Regions from separate parts of the Oryctolagus cuniculus genome. Here region 1 is linked to region 2. Evidence: chromatin contacts called from public Micro-C data. All regions are on one chromosome and are shown on one strand. The core of a region is the stretch at or near the end of the contact, and the rest is flanking DNA. Distances in the headings are between cores, read along the strand shown. Region 1 overlaps LRP1 (LDL receptor related protein 1). Region 2 holds the start of LRP1 (LDL receptor related protein 1).

What was found. Hi-C and Micro-C count contacts between places; a contact is called where the count stands out from the background.
Region 1: a contact with region 2 is called in a Micro-C map of ear pinna, with 2.2 times the contacts expected there. The contact joins the enhancer-like site here to the promoter of LRP1 in region 2. A contact is called at or near these places in 5 of 6 Hi-C or Micro-C datasets (ear pinna, liver, psoas muscle and 2 more).

Annotation. Positions count from the first base shown.
Region 1 is chr11:59,821,702-59,827,390 of mOryCun1.1, reverse strand. LRP1 (LDL receptor related protein 1) reads right to left here. Exons shown (of 89, transcript XM_051832985.2): 26 at 5,480-5,644; 27 at 4,654-4,898; 28 at 4,353-4,484; 29 at 3,862-4,089; 30 at 3,571-3,745; 31 at 3,379-3,473; 32 at 3,079-3,228; 33 at 2,853-2,993; 34 at 2,307-2,441; 35 at 743-874; 36 at 455-589; 37 at 198-327; 38 at 1-108. Among named protein-coding and RNA genes, the nearest start is that of NXPH4, 31 kb to the left of the region's middle. Within about 2 kb of position 2,245, at least 1 of the 8 cell types and tissues checked has an H3K27ac peak or open chromatin away from gene starts, as enhancers often do. A contact at or near this core is called in ear pinna, where this site is marked.
Region 2 is chr11:59,773,260-59,779,530 of mOryCun1.1, reverse strand. It overlaps LRP1 (LDL receptor related protein 1), which reads right to left and starts at 2,537. Exons shown (of 89, transcript XM_051832985.2): 1 at 1,990-2,537. The coding sequence starts at 2,056.

The DNA of each region.
Region 1 (5,689 bases), core at 996-3,495, 48 kb before region 2:
CCGTTGGGCCAGCTGATGCTGACGTTAACCAGCACCACCCGCTCGGTGCCATCCAGTCGCGAGCGCTCGATGCGCGGATACTGGCCCCACTCAGTCCAGAACAGGTACCTGTGTGTGGAGACGAAGGGGACGGGCGTGAGAACCCAGATCACAAAAGTGCCAGGGCTGGCCCCGAGCCAGCCCGTCCAGCTGCTCACCCCTTCTCCGGGTGCACAGTGATGGCCCGGGGCTTGTCCAGACCCTGGGAGATGACCACGTAGCGGAAAGAGCCATTGAGCCGGGCCACCTCGATGACGTCAAAGCCCTGGTCTGTCCAGTAGATGTTGCCTGCGGAGGGAGTGGGGTGCAGGGAGGTTGGTGGGGGGCACGCACACAGCCCCAGGGACCCCTGCAGCTGTCCATCTGTCCCTGCCGACTTCCTCTCCCATCCCCTCTGAGGCGCCCCAGCACCCACCTGCGATCCAGTCCACTGCGATGCCCTCCACACGGCCAATGCCGTTGGTCACCACGTCCTCTCGCCAGGTCTGGTCGCGCTTGGCCCGGCTGATGGTGCTCAGGCCCATGTCCACCCAGTAAATGGTGTCGTTCTCTGCAAGTGGAGGTGCCCACGTGAGGATACCCGGTGTGGCGGGGGCAAGACCAGGGGCCAGAATCATGCAGCAGGTGTCAGGTGCTGGGGGCCAGTGCAGGTCCCCAAGCTCCTGGGTCACGTCCCGCCATCCCCCGTCACCCAATGTCTCACCAGCATGGAAGTCGATGCCAACAGCCAGCGAGGTCCCTGACACAGGGACCAGGGCGTCTGACTTGTCATTGGGATCCAAGGGGATTCCCCGAATTCCCTCATGCACGGAGTACAGGAGAAAGGAGCCCACGCCTGAAAGGCAATGACCCCTCAGGCACGGGCCTCGCGACGCTCCTTGAAGCCTGGCTCTTGCTACCTTCACACCGCTCTTCTCTGCTTCCTCTTTGGTATCTTCCCCCCAGCCATCGCCCCTGACCCAAAGGTGTCTGAGACCCAGAGCCTGGCGCTGCTGAAGAAAGTCCTCCTGGCTAGAGGGCGAGTGCCTGCAGGACCTCTCACGGACATGAGGGGGCAGCAGAGACGCGGCTTTCTCTCCCCTCACTTGGCCCTTACAACACAAGGCGGGCGGCTCCCCACAGAGGCCCTGGGGGAGGCTCAGACAATCAGGATGGGACGTCTCCAATCTAGATTTTCAGCTTGGCACTCCGCCTGACCTTAGCTTCCTCTTTGTCCTCCCTCTGACTGGTCCAGGCCACACCCTCTCTCCAACACCCAGAAACCTTCCCAGCACCTTGCTTGCTGCCAGCCCTCCATTCCCCGCGTAGCCCTAGCCCTCCCTTGCCTTTATCCTCTCATGCAGGTTGGCCCCAAATGAACGCCCAAAGGGGCCCCAGTGAGGGAAAAACCCGAATGCTACAGGCCGTGCTTGCATATTTACTCCTAACGTTGCTTACTAGAAGTGCTTATTTCTAATAGTCTAATGTTCCTGATATTTGAATGCTGGAGTCCGTGCCTGAAGAATTCTTGGTGTGCACGGACACATTCAAGGCTCTGAGAAGTTCTGCGAAGTTCCGCAGCCTCAACGTTGCCTCCCTGCCGTGCCCACATCAAAGGCGGAGGTTCCCAGGGGCCCATAAATCAGTCAACAGGGGCTCGTGAAACGCCTCTGACTCTCAGCCCAGACCCTGCTGCTCACCCTGGGATTACCCCAAAGCCTCCTAACTGGTCTAACTGCCTTGGTTTCTCCTGCTCCCCTGCTGCCGCCAGCTTAATCTTCCCCAAACACCACTTCCAGGCACCACCAGCTGAGAACCCGCAGGAGCCCCGCCCTCCCGACCTCACCGCCTTATCACCAGGACTTTCCCACACCCAGCCCAGCGCTCTGGGCTCAGGGCCCTACGCACAGTCTCCAGCACTGGGCTGGGGCACGGCTTTAGCTTCCCCTTTGTGTGGGCCTAGAACCTTCTCCTGCAGGCCGTGCGTCCCAATGCTACTCATTCTTCCTATAAACCCAGCTCACAGCACACCTCTGCCAGGAGGCTGGCATCTAGCTCCCCAAAACCCTGCTATGGGTGGGCACTGGACAGTCAGAGCCACGCCACGGTCCAGCTTCCCCTCCGTGCTGGCCCCCTGCAGAGCCAGGGACGGGGCTTTCACTCCCTGGGTTTTCCCATGGCGCCCAGCCGCGTGGGGGCTTCTCAGACACCTCACCCAAGGGCGCCGGAGGAATGCAGCATTGCCCGCGGTGTGGGCCAGGGTGGGGGAGCAGAGGCCGCGCACTGACCCTCGCAGGCCTGCTGGCCGCTCCGGAGGCTGTAGCCGGCCGTGCACATGCAAGAGCGCGTCGTCTCCGACGTGGGCAGGCAGAGCTGGGAGCAGTCGCCGTTGTTGACGCTGCAGGGGTTGGTGCCCTCGTGGTCTGGGGGGTGGGGGTGAGAGGCAGACAGAGGGTCAGGGGGCCTTCGGGACGGTCACCACCTTCACCCTGGGCCTGGTGGGGGCTACCACCCACCCCGCTCCCAGGTCTTCTGTCCTCCCAGGGCCGGTGACCAAGGCTGTCATGGGAAGGAGCAAAAGGAGCCCACGGTGGGGGGTGCAGCCAAGGCCTCTCACTTCCGTTCCGGCCCGCTGCCCTGCCCGCTGCCCGCCCTGAGTTCTGGGCCCCACCAGCCCCGCTGCCCCCTCTGAGCTCCGGGCCTGCCCCAGCCCCGCTGCCCGCCCTGAGCTCCGGGCCTGCCCCAGCCCTGCTGCCCCCTCTGAGCTCCAGACCCCTGCCCCAGCCCCGCTGCCCGCTCTGCACTCCAGGCCCCGCCCCAGCCCTGCCGCCTACCGAGCTGGATGCTCTCGTCATAGACCTTCATGTGCATCACCAGCGTGGTGCTGTTGCGCAGGACCACGGCGCCCGAGCCGTCGGCCTTGTTGCAGGTACCCATCTTCTCCGACACCTGATCTGCCCACCACAGCTTGTCCCCTGGGGAGGCAGGAGGCGGTGAGGCCCGCGGAGCCCCAAGGCCGTCATCTGTGCGTGGCCTGCCCTCCCCGCGGCGGGCCCTCACCCATGATGGCCAGGGCGGTGGCCTTGCCCAGCTGGCTGCGCATGGCGTCTATGACCTCCAGGCCGCTGCCGTCCAGGTTGCAGCGGTTGATGGTGTGGTTCCCGGAGCTGATCCAGTAGAGCTTACTCTCAGGGAAGTCGATGGCCAGGCCTGAACCAGGAGGGCGGGGGGCAGGGGTGAGAGTTCGTGGAAGGGGCATCTGGACAGTCACCGAGGTTGGGACGGTGCAAGGGCCCCGCGAGCGTCTCACGCTCGGGGACTTGGGGGAGGGCTACAGGCACAGGCAGGGCAGGCTCCTACCCACAGGGCCCTTCTGGGCGCTGAAGAGCAGGGTGCGGTTGCTGCCGTCCATGTTGGCCATGCTGATGTTGTCACCGTCCGTCCAGTAGAGTTTCCTGCAGGTGGGGCCGACAGTGGCAGCGTCAGGGTCTCCCGCTGCCCACCTGCCCAGCCTCTCCCCCCGAGCCCCCCAGCCCCAGGCGTCGGACCCACCCCCGCAGTGGGTGGACCACCAGGCCGTGAGGCTGCTCCAGGCCCTGCACCACCGCGTTCTTGAAGGAGCCGTCCAGCCGGGCCACGTTGATCTGCTTCTTGTTGGTGTCGTAGCTCGTCCAGAACAGGTTCCGGGAGACCCAGTCCACAGCTAGCCCGTGGGCATTGGGCAAATCTAGGGGCACAAGTGGAGAGCCCATGGTTGGGCGCTCGCAGGGCCCGGGCTGGGAGGAGGGCAGGTATGGAGCACTGGACCGGGGAGGGCCCAGGGGCCGGGCGGGGGGCCGGCACCTGCAGAAACGACTGTCTCCACGCCTGTGCCGTTGATGAAGGCTCGCTTGATGGCCTGGGTGCGCACGTCCGACCAGTACACGCGCTGCTCCCGGGCGTCATAGTCCAGCACCGTGACGTTGTCGATGTCGGGCACCGTGAAGGAGATGATGTAGTTGTAGTAGGGGGCGTCCAGGTCCACGCCCCGGATCTCCATCTGACGCGCGTACAGCAGGAACTTCTTAAACTCTGCGGGGCACAGGGCCGGTCGCTGGGGGCAGTCCCTGCCTCCCTGCTTCCCAGCCAACCACCACCCCCAACGCCGGAGGTCCCTTCCACTTGCTGCTGGCCCTGGGCTCTGGGGAAACGCCCCACTGGGTGCAGCCACCCCTCAAGCTCCAGCCTCGGCTCCCCGCACTGGTGCCTGGGTCCTTACTTAAAGGACAGGGATCCTGGGGGCCAGAGAGCCCTCCCTCAGCCGCCTGGCCTCAATGGAGGAGGGGTGGGCCTACCATAGCAGGTGGTGTTGTCCTGGTGCAGCTTCATGAGGTGGGGGCAGGCGCAGGAGACCGTCCGGTTGTAGTTGATGAGACACAGGTGGGAGCAAGGCCCACGGCCCCCGTTGGCCTCACACGGATTGGGAGCTGGGAGCAGGGGCGGAAAGAGGAACAAGAGGCTCCTGGGACTGCCGGTCAGGCCTGGCCTTTCTCACCTCGGCTTGCATGCCCCTGCTCCTGCTCTGTTCCCGCCCCTGCCTGCCCAGCACAGACCCCAGCCCGTCTCTCCAGTGCCTTCGAGGCCCCTGGCCCTTACCCATGGGCTGCCGGGATGGGTGGTAGACCTGAAGGTCGAAGGGCTGGGTGTTGGTTCTCTGGACAACGGTGACGTTGTGGCCGGTCCATTTGTTGGCCTTGGCCAGTGTGTTTGTACGCCAGTCGGTCCAGTACACCTCCCCCCCATACAGCGTCACTGCAAACGGGTGCGACAGGAACTCGTGTCCCCGAAGCACCTCCATGTGGCCGGAGCCGTCGTAGCGGGCTGAGTAGATGGCGTCTGACCTGAGAGCGGGGTGGCGGCAGAGTGAGGATGCGGGCGGGGAGCTCAGCCCTTAGCACCCCGCGTGGGGTGTCCACTACCCTGCCCTGGCCCACAGCCCGGCCTGCTGAGCACGCAGCCAGCACCCCTTCCTCCCGGCCTGGCTGGTCAGAGCGAGCACAAGGGAGAAGGGAGGCCGGAGGCCGGAGGCCGGAGCCGGGCGGTGCTGGGCTCCAGCTGCTGGGCCCCTGTTCCCGAACCCCCCAGGGGAGTGCGCTGGCTCACTTCTTCCCAGGCTGCAGGCGGCACTCAGGGCGCGGGAGAGAGTTAGGGAAAGACACCCTCTCTGGACAGACAGATTAGAACACTGTCCCTTCCTCATGTGCCCCCCCCCCCCCCCGTGGAGGCCACGGCCTGGGGCTCACAGAGAGCCCAGCTGGGGTCACCGCAGGCAACAGCCTGGCTTCTGCCCTCTTCTCTCTCACCCACTGCCCCTGGCCCCAGCCTCTGCCCTCGTCCCACTGTGCCTGGCCCTTGACCATCCTCTTCCTGCTTCCCCCGCTCCTGCCCCCTGGGCCCCGCGGGGTGTGGTGCAGGCACAGACCTGGCGTCGATCCACAAGATGCGCTTCTCCAGGTAGTCCACGGTGAGCCCGTTGGGCCAGCCCCCGGAGCCTGTCTCCCTGTGGACGGTGCGGCGCCCGGCCCCACTCATGGAAGCGGCCTCGATACGAGGCAGGCTGGCGTCCCAGTCTGTCCAGAACAGGATCCTGGGGGGGTGGGGAGAGAGGGTCAGGAGGGCAGGGGTGGAGGGG
Region 2 (6,271 bases), core at 1,288-3,787:
TCCCGCAGCCTGGACAGCAAGAGGAAGGCAGGCCAGACATTAGGTCAGTCCAGCTGGGCCTGGAGGGTTCCTTCTCTGGAAAGCGAATAAGACAGTTCAGTGTCTGGGCCCCAGGCAAGGCGGTAAGGGGGAGGGATTACGGGCTCTCCCAGGCTGCCCATGGCCAGAGCTGGTGTGTGTTTGGGGAGGGGTCCTCTCCCTGGGACTTGCACAGTTTGGTCTGAACTGGGGAAGCAGACGAGGAAGGGGGAGACATTAAGAAAAGGGAGAGAGATGGTTCAGGAGAACATGTCCAGTGTCCATCTCGTGGTTAGCACCAACAAGCAGAACCAGTGGAACCCGAGGGACTGGGTTCTGCCATCTGCAGAGACACGCTGGCTTTTGCCTAAAGGGTCCACCTTCCTTTAGGGGGCTCCTGATGGGCCTCTAACATTTTTTTTCCATTCCTCCCAGAAGCCACCGTGCCCAAACCTCTCTGCCTCAGTTTCCCCTCTCACCTCACAGGGCTGAGAGCTCGAGAGAGTGCTGGGCCGGGGCTGGATGTGAGGGCCGGGCTGAGGCAGAGCCCCCTTTCTCCTCCTGGGCAGATAATGGATATGTGTGCTGGGGGAGGGGGTGGGGGTGGACACACAGCCCCCAAGACAGCACGATTGAGGGCCACTGAATACACTTTTCCGGGCACAGCTGCGTCCTAACCTTCCAACCCTCCTCCCTCAATGGAAGCAAGTCAGGGAGGGGGAGGAGGGGGGTGATAATCTGATTTCAGAGAAAAACTTTCCCAATCCCAGCCTGGCAAGATTCAGAAGGCAGGGGAGGGGGTGTGCGATGGGATCAGGCCATCCTGTCCCCGGATGGACAGCCAAACATCCCACCCATTCTCAAACCGGGGACCCAGCCCAGCCCAACCGCATGACCCCAGCTTAAAGCTTGGGCAAGACTTGAACCAGTGACTCACAAGGAAAGGAAAAAAACAGCTGACAGAGAAAAGGGAGAGAGGGGCACCCCATTTCCTCAAAAGGACCCAGGTCTAGTTCCAGTAACTGCGCAGTATATAAAGTGTGTGAGTGGGATGGCAGGGGTGCACACATTTACTGAATGAGAGAACTGGGGGGCGGGGGCACGGCCCTGAGCCCCATCCAACCTCCAGCTCCCCTTGCAGTCCCAGCTGGGATGCAGCCAGAAGCCAGGGGGGACGCGCTTCCCCTTGGCCTCAGACCCTGGCCGCTCCCCAGTCCCCTTCCCCAGTGATGACATCTGACGTGTTTTTTTTTTTTTTTTTCATCTTGAAGCTCCCAGGAATTAAGAAGGGAAATTTAAAGTCACAGAGCATCACCAGCGCCCCCTCTCCGCCCCCCAACACAGCCCTACCCAGGATACTGACAGAGGCCCTGGGAGGGGGAAGTGCCCCCTTTAGAAGCCAGACAAGCAGTCCTGGATGGGGCCTGGACCCCAGGCCTCCAGGCTTGGGCTCCCAGGCCAACCCACACCCAAGCAGGGGGCCTGCCCTCTCCCCATCCACAGCCTTCCTGGGCCTGCCTGCCCTCTGCCCAGCTTCAGAGGCCACCGCAAAAGGTGCCCCCACCCTGCCCTGCACCCCCTTTGCAGGCGGTCATTGCAAATCCGGATTCCTTCACAATTCAGATGGGGGTGCAGGATGTGGGGGAGGCACAGGCCCTCCCCGACCAGAGAGAGAGGGAAAGAAGGCCTCTCCGATCCTAGAATCATAAAAACCGGGGCGCCCTCTTCTCCCCATCCAGGCCTTCACTCTTTGTCTGAGCTGGGGGGTCCTGAAAGCATCATCTGCCCAGGGCCCCCATCCCCCAAATCGGACCCCATCCCCGCCCCCAGTCGGGCCGCTGCTGTGTCAGCTGGACCGGGATAACAAAAGGCACCCCCTCCCGCGCCTCCCTTCCCCACCCGCTCGCAGGAGTGGGGGCTGGAGAGAAGGTGCTCCCGGGGGTCCAAGGGGGGCCACGGAATCTCACTCACCGTCGAGAGCAGCCGCGACCAGAGCTGAGAGCAGGGGCAGCAGCAGCAGCGGCGGCGGGGTCAGCATGGTGTGGGCTGATGCAAGCAGCAGCCCCTCCCTCCGGTCCTGCTCCTTCTCACCCTCGTGCCCCCCCCAACTGGGGGGTCCCCCTTTTTCTTCCCCCCTCCTCCTCCTCTATTCTTATTCTTTCCTCCGGCAAAGCGTACCAGGGGCGTGGGTGAAGAGGGATAGTTCCGAGCCCTCTGGGGGAGGGCCTGCTGACGCGGGTGCGCCCCCTGCCCCCAAATCCAAACCCTCTGCCCCCCGTTTTACTCCTCGCTCCTCTCTACCCCTCCCCAGGCGAAGCTCACAGCCCCATCTCGGAGCCGCCTCCGGCTGCAAAAATGCACAATTGGGAGGAGGCGGGGTGGGGGTGGGGGGCGTGGACCGGGTCGGGGAGCCTTTGGAGGGGCCTGATGGAGCTCTGGGGGCTCCCCTCGTTTCCGCCTCCTCAGTGCACGGGCCTGGAGCTCGCACCACTGTTCCCCGGACTGAAGTGCTGCGGGGGGGGGGGGGTTGAGGGGGAGAGGGAGGGGACGGGCCGAGGAGGGAGGGAGGGAAGGGGCGGGGAAAGAAAAACGGGGGGGGGGGAGAGCTACGCGGCAGTCCCTGGAGTGCGCATGCGCCGGTTTGGCGCGCTGCCCTGGGGAGGGGGAGTCGGAGCAGCGACGGGATTTGGACTTCTGGGAAGCGGTCCGCGAATGGGGGTCCCGGGGGCCCGCTGCCCGACTTGGGGCCTGGCGCTCGCTCTCCCCTGAGCGGGCCTCCCTGCGACCCGCGCTGCGGAGAGCTGCGGGGGGCCGCGGTTGGGAGCGGGCGGTGGGCGAGGAGAACGCAGCGGCTTCTCTTTGAAACTCAGTGTCAGAGCCTAGGATTGCGGGCCGCTCTGGGGGGTCCAGGCCCCGGTGGTCTGGGCCGAGGCCCAGTTTCCTTGGGGAACCCCGACGCCTCCCCAAAGCCCGGGGTGGGGGCAGGGGCGGCCAGTCCGCGGGGAAGGTACGGGGAGAGAGGCCGAGCTTTGATTTGGAGACTCTGAAAGACGGGGACCGGGATTGGGGCCCGCGGCGCCGGGGGCCGGGTTGGGGGAGGGGCCGCGAGGGCCCGCCCCCTCCTCGCTCGCGGGCTCGGAGTAAACAGGGACACCCGCGGGGACACGCCGGAGCTTGTCCGCCGCCTGGGGCTCGGGGGATGGAGCCCACCTTAGCGCGCGCCCCGCCCTGCTCGCCTGGCACTGGGCGCGGGAGGGGCGGGTCCGGGTCTGGAGGGAGGTGTGAGTCAGCGGGTGGGGTCGAGGAAGGGCCACCCCCGAGAGGTCGGGGCTCGCTTATTTATTGCATTTATTTATCTTTTTTTTGTTTTTATGCCTTCTGCCTGACTGGCTTCCCACCAGGTCGGGGATTTGGAATAAGCCGAGGGCGGCCGGCCCTGGGTTCCCAGCGGCGTCGGCTGCGCGCGGGACCTTTGTCCCAGGCTCTGGCCGGAGGTGGGGTGGGGGGGAAGGCCCTCAGAGCCCCGAAGGCTCCGGGCGGTTCCCGGGGGCCGGCGACCGAGCTGCTGGCCACCGCCCCCTCCTGGGCGGCGTGTTCAGGCTGTACCCTTGGTGCCTGACTTTGGGTGTCTGGCAGCCCGCGTTCAGGGTGCGGGGCAGACGGCAGCGAATGCCAGAAATAGAATTTGGCGATGAGGGCGGGGCGCTGCCCTTCTTCTGCCTTTTGGGTTCCGTGCGGGCAGGGCCCGGAGAGCCCGCTCCGGTCGGTGCCCGGCTGGAGGGGGAGCCGCGCCTGACCACCAGGACTTTTCCCGGCCACGGCCACCTGCCCTTAAGGCTCGCAGGCTGGAAACCTCGGACTGTTTGCCAAGCTCCACGGGGCCTTTCTTTCCTATGTCCCATCTTGCCAGCCTTTCCTTGGGTTGGCGTTTTTTTTCCCCCTTTGAAGCGTGTCTCAGATTTCCTCCACTTCCACTGCCAGAGAGTTTCTCCCAGCAGGGGTGGGGACGCGTTCCCCCTTTCATCCGCCCCGCCCCTCGCGGCCCTGCACAGTGACCGGCACAGGGCAGGGGCTGAAATGCTTTCAACCCATGCCTGTTAGGTTCCTGCCAGGACTCCTCCCGAGGTTGTGGCCCAAGGGAAATCAAGTGGAGGCAGACTTCAGGCGGCTTCGGAGGGGAAGATACCTGTGTTTATTTTGATTAACTTTGCATTGCAAAAAAATGATAATAATTGGCGGTTGAAACACTCAGAGTTTGGTGCAAGGTGAAAAATAAATTCGATTCCCCGCGGTGCGCACACCCGCCCTTCAGCCCCACCCTCAGGGTAACTGTTACTAACAGACTTCAGGGTCTCCCTCCAGGAGTTTGTTTAGTTTTGGTGTTTTTTTTTTTTTTTTTTTTTTGAGATTTATTTATTTAGTTGAAAGGCAGAGTTACAGAGAGGCAGGGCGGGGGAGGGTCCTCCATCCACTGGTTCACTCTCCAGGTGGCCACAACAGTGGATCTGAAGCTAGGAGTCAGGAGCTTCTTTCCAGGTCTCCCACATGGGTGCAGGGGCCCAAGGACTTGAGCCATCTTCCACTGCTTTCCCAGGCCATAGCAGGGAGCTGGATTGGAAGTGGAGCAGCCAGGACTCGAACTGGTGCCCATAGGGGATGCCGGCGCTGCAGGTGGCATCTTTACCAGCTACACCACACTGCTGGCCCCTGTTTAGTTTCATACTGATAAACAACTACAAGTGGATATCCTCAAACATCACAAATGAGCTCAAATAACGTGAATTGGCCCTGAACTTGCTTTTTTTTGTCAGGCTTCCGCACCGTCTGCACGCACGCAGCTCACGCTCTCTATTGCCTGCTTGGAATCTCCTTGCTTAGTGGTCAGGGTTGCTGAGCACTCATTTCCAGTGTGTGACGGGCTCAGCGTGTCCTGTGAGATGAGACAGCCTGTAATTAGACCCCCCAGCGCCTGTTATTCCCATTTGTCCAGCTCCCCTCTTCCAAACGTGTACTCAGCACAGGCTCGGCAGCGGTGGCTAACACTTAATTTTGTGGTTCAGAGTTCACTACTAGATCATAAACGCCTTGAGGGAGGGCAAGGACCATGTCTTTACTTTGTATCCACCCAGCTCTTTTTTTTTTTTTTTAATTTTAAAAATTATTTGATGGGGTTGGCGCCGTGGGGTAGTGGGCTAAGCCTCTGCCCATGGTGCTGGCATCCCATATGGGCACCAGTTCTAGTCCAAGCTGCTCTTCTTCCAATCCAGCTCTCTGCTATGTCCTGGGAAAGAAGTAGAAGATGGCCCAAGTGCTTGAACCCCTGTATGCACATGGGAGACCCAGAAGAAGCTCTTGGCTCCTGGCTTCAGATCAGCTCAGCTTCAGCCATTGCAGCCATTTGGGGAGTGAACCAGCAGATGGAAGAACTCTCTGTGTCTCTCCCTCTCTGTGTCTGTAACTCTACCTCGCAAATAAATAAATAAATCTTTAAAAAAAAGTATGTATTTGAGGGGCCGGCACTGTGGTGCAACAGGTAAAAGCCTTGGTCTGCAGTGCCGGCATCCCCAATGGCCACCAGTTTGAGTCCCGGCTGCTCCATTTCTGATCCAGCTCTCTGCTAATAGCTTGGGAAAGCAGTAGAAGATGGTCCAGGTCCTTGAGCCTCTGCACCACGTGGGAGACCCTGAAGAAACTCCTGGCTCCTGGCTTCAAATTGGCTCAGCTCCAGCCATTGCAGCCATTTGGGGAGTGAACCAGCAGATGGAAGACCTCTGTCTCTGTCTCTACCTCTCTAACTCTGCCTTTCAAATAAAAAAAAAAAGTCTTAAAAAATTATTTGAGAGGCAGAGAGAGAGAGGGGTGGGGAGAGAGAATGAGTTCCCATCTGCTGGTTCACTCCTCAAGTGCCCACTTGAAGCTGGGAGCAAGGAACTCAACCCCAGTCTCCCACGTGAATGGCAGGGACCCAGTCACTTGAGCCGTCACCACTGCCCCCCAGGGTCTGCCTTAGCAGGAAGCTGGAGTTCAGAACCTAAACCAGTGCTGATATGGCATACAAAGTCTTCACAGGTGCCTTACCCATCCGTTGGAGGAGTGGCATGTGGGTTAGGGTTAGGGGTTCCTGCCCTGGCTGGATATAGCTGCAGGTGGCTTCTCCCCTGCATTTCTCCTGTGGCACTCATTGTTCAGTCTGTCTCCACCTCATTTTTCTTGCCGTTTCTCGATGTTTCTTCCTCCCACAAATCCTTGGCTT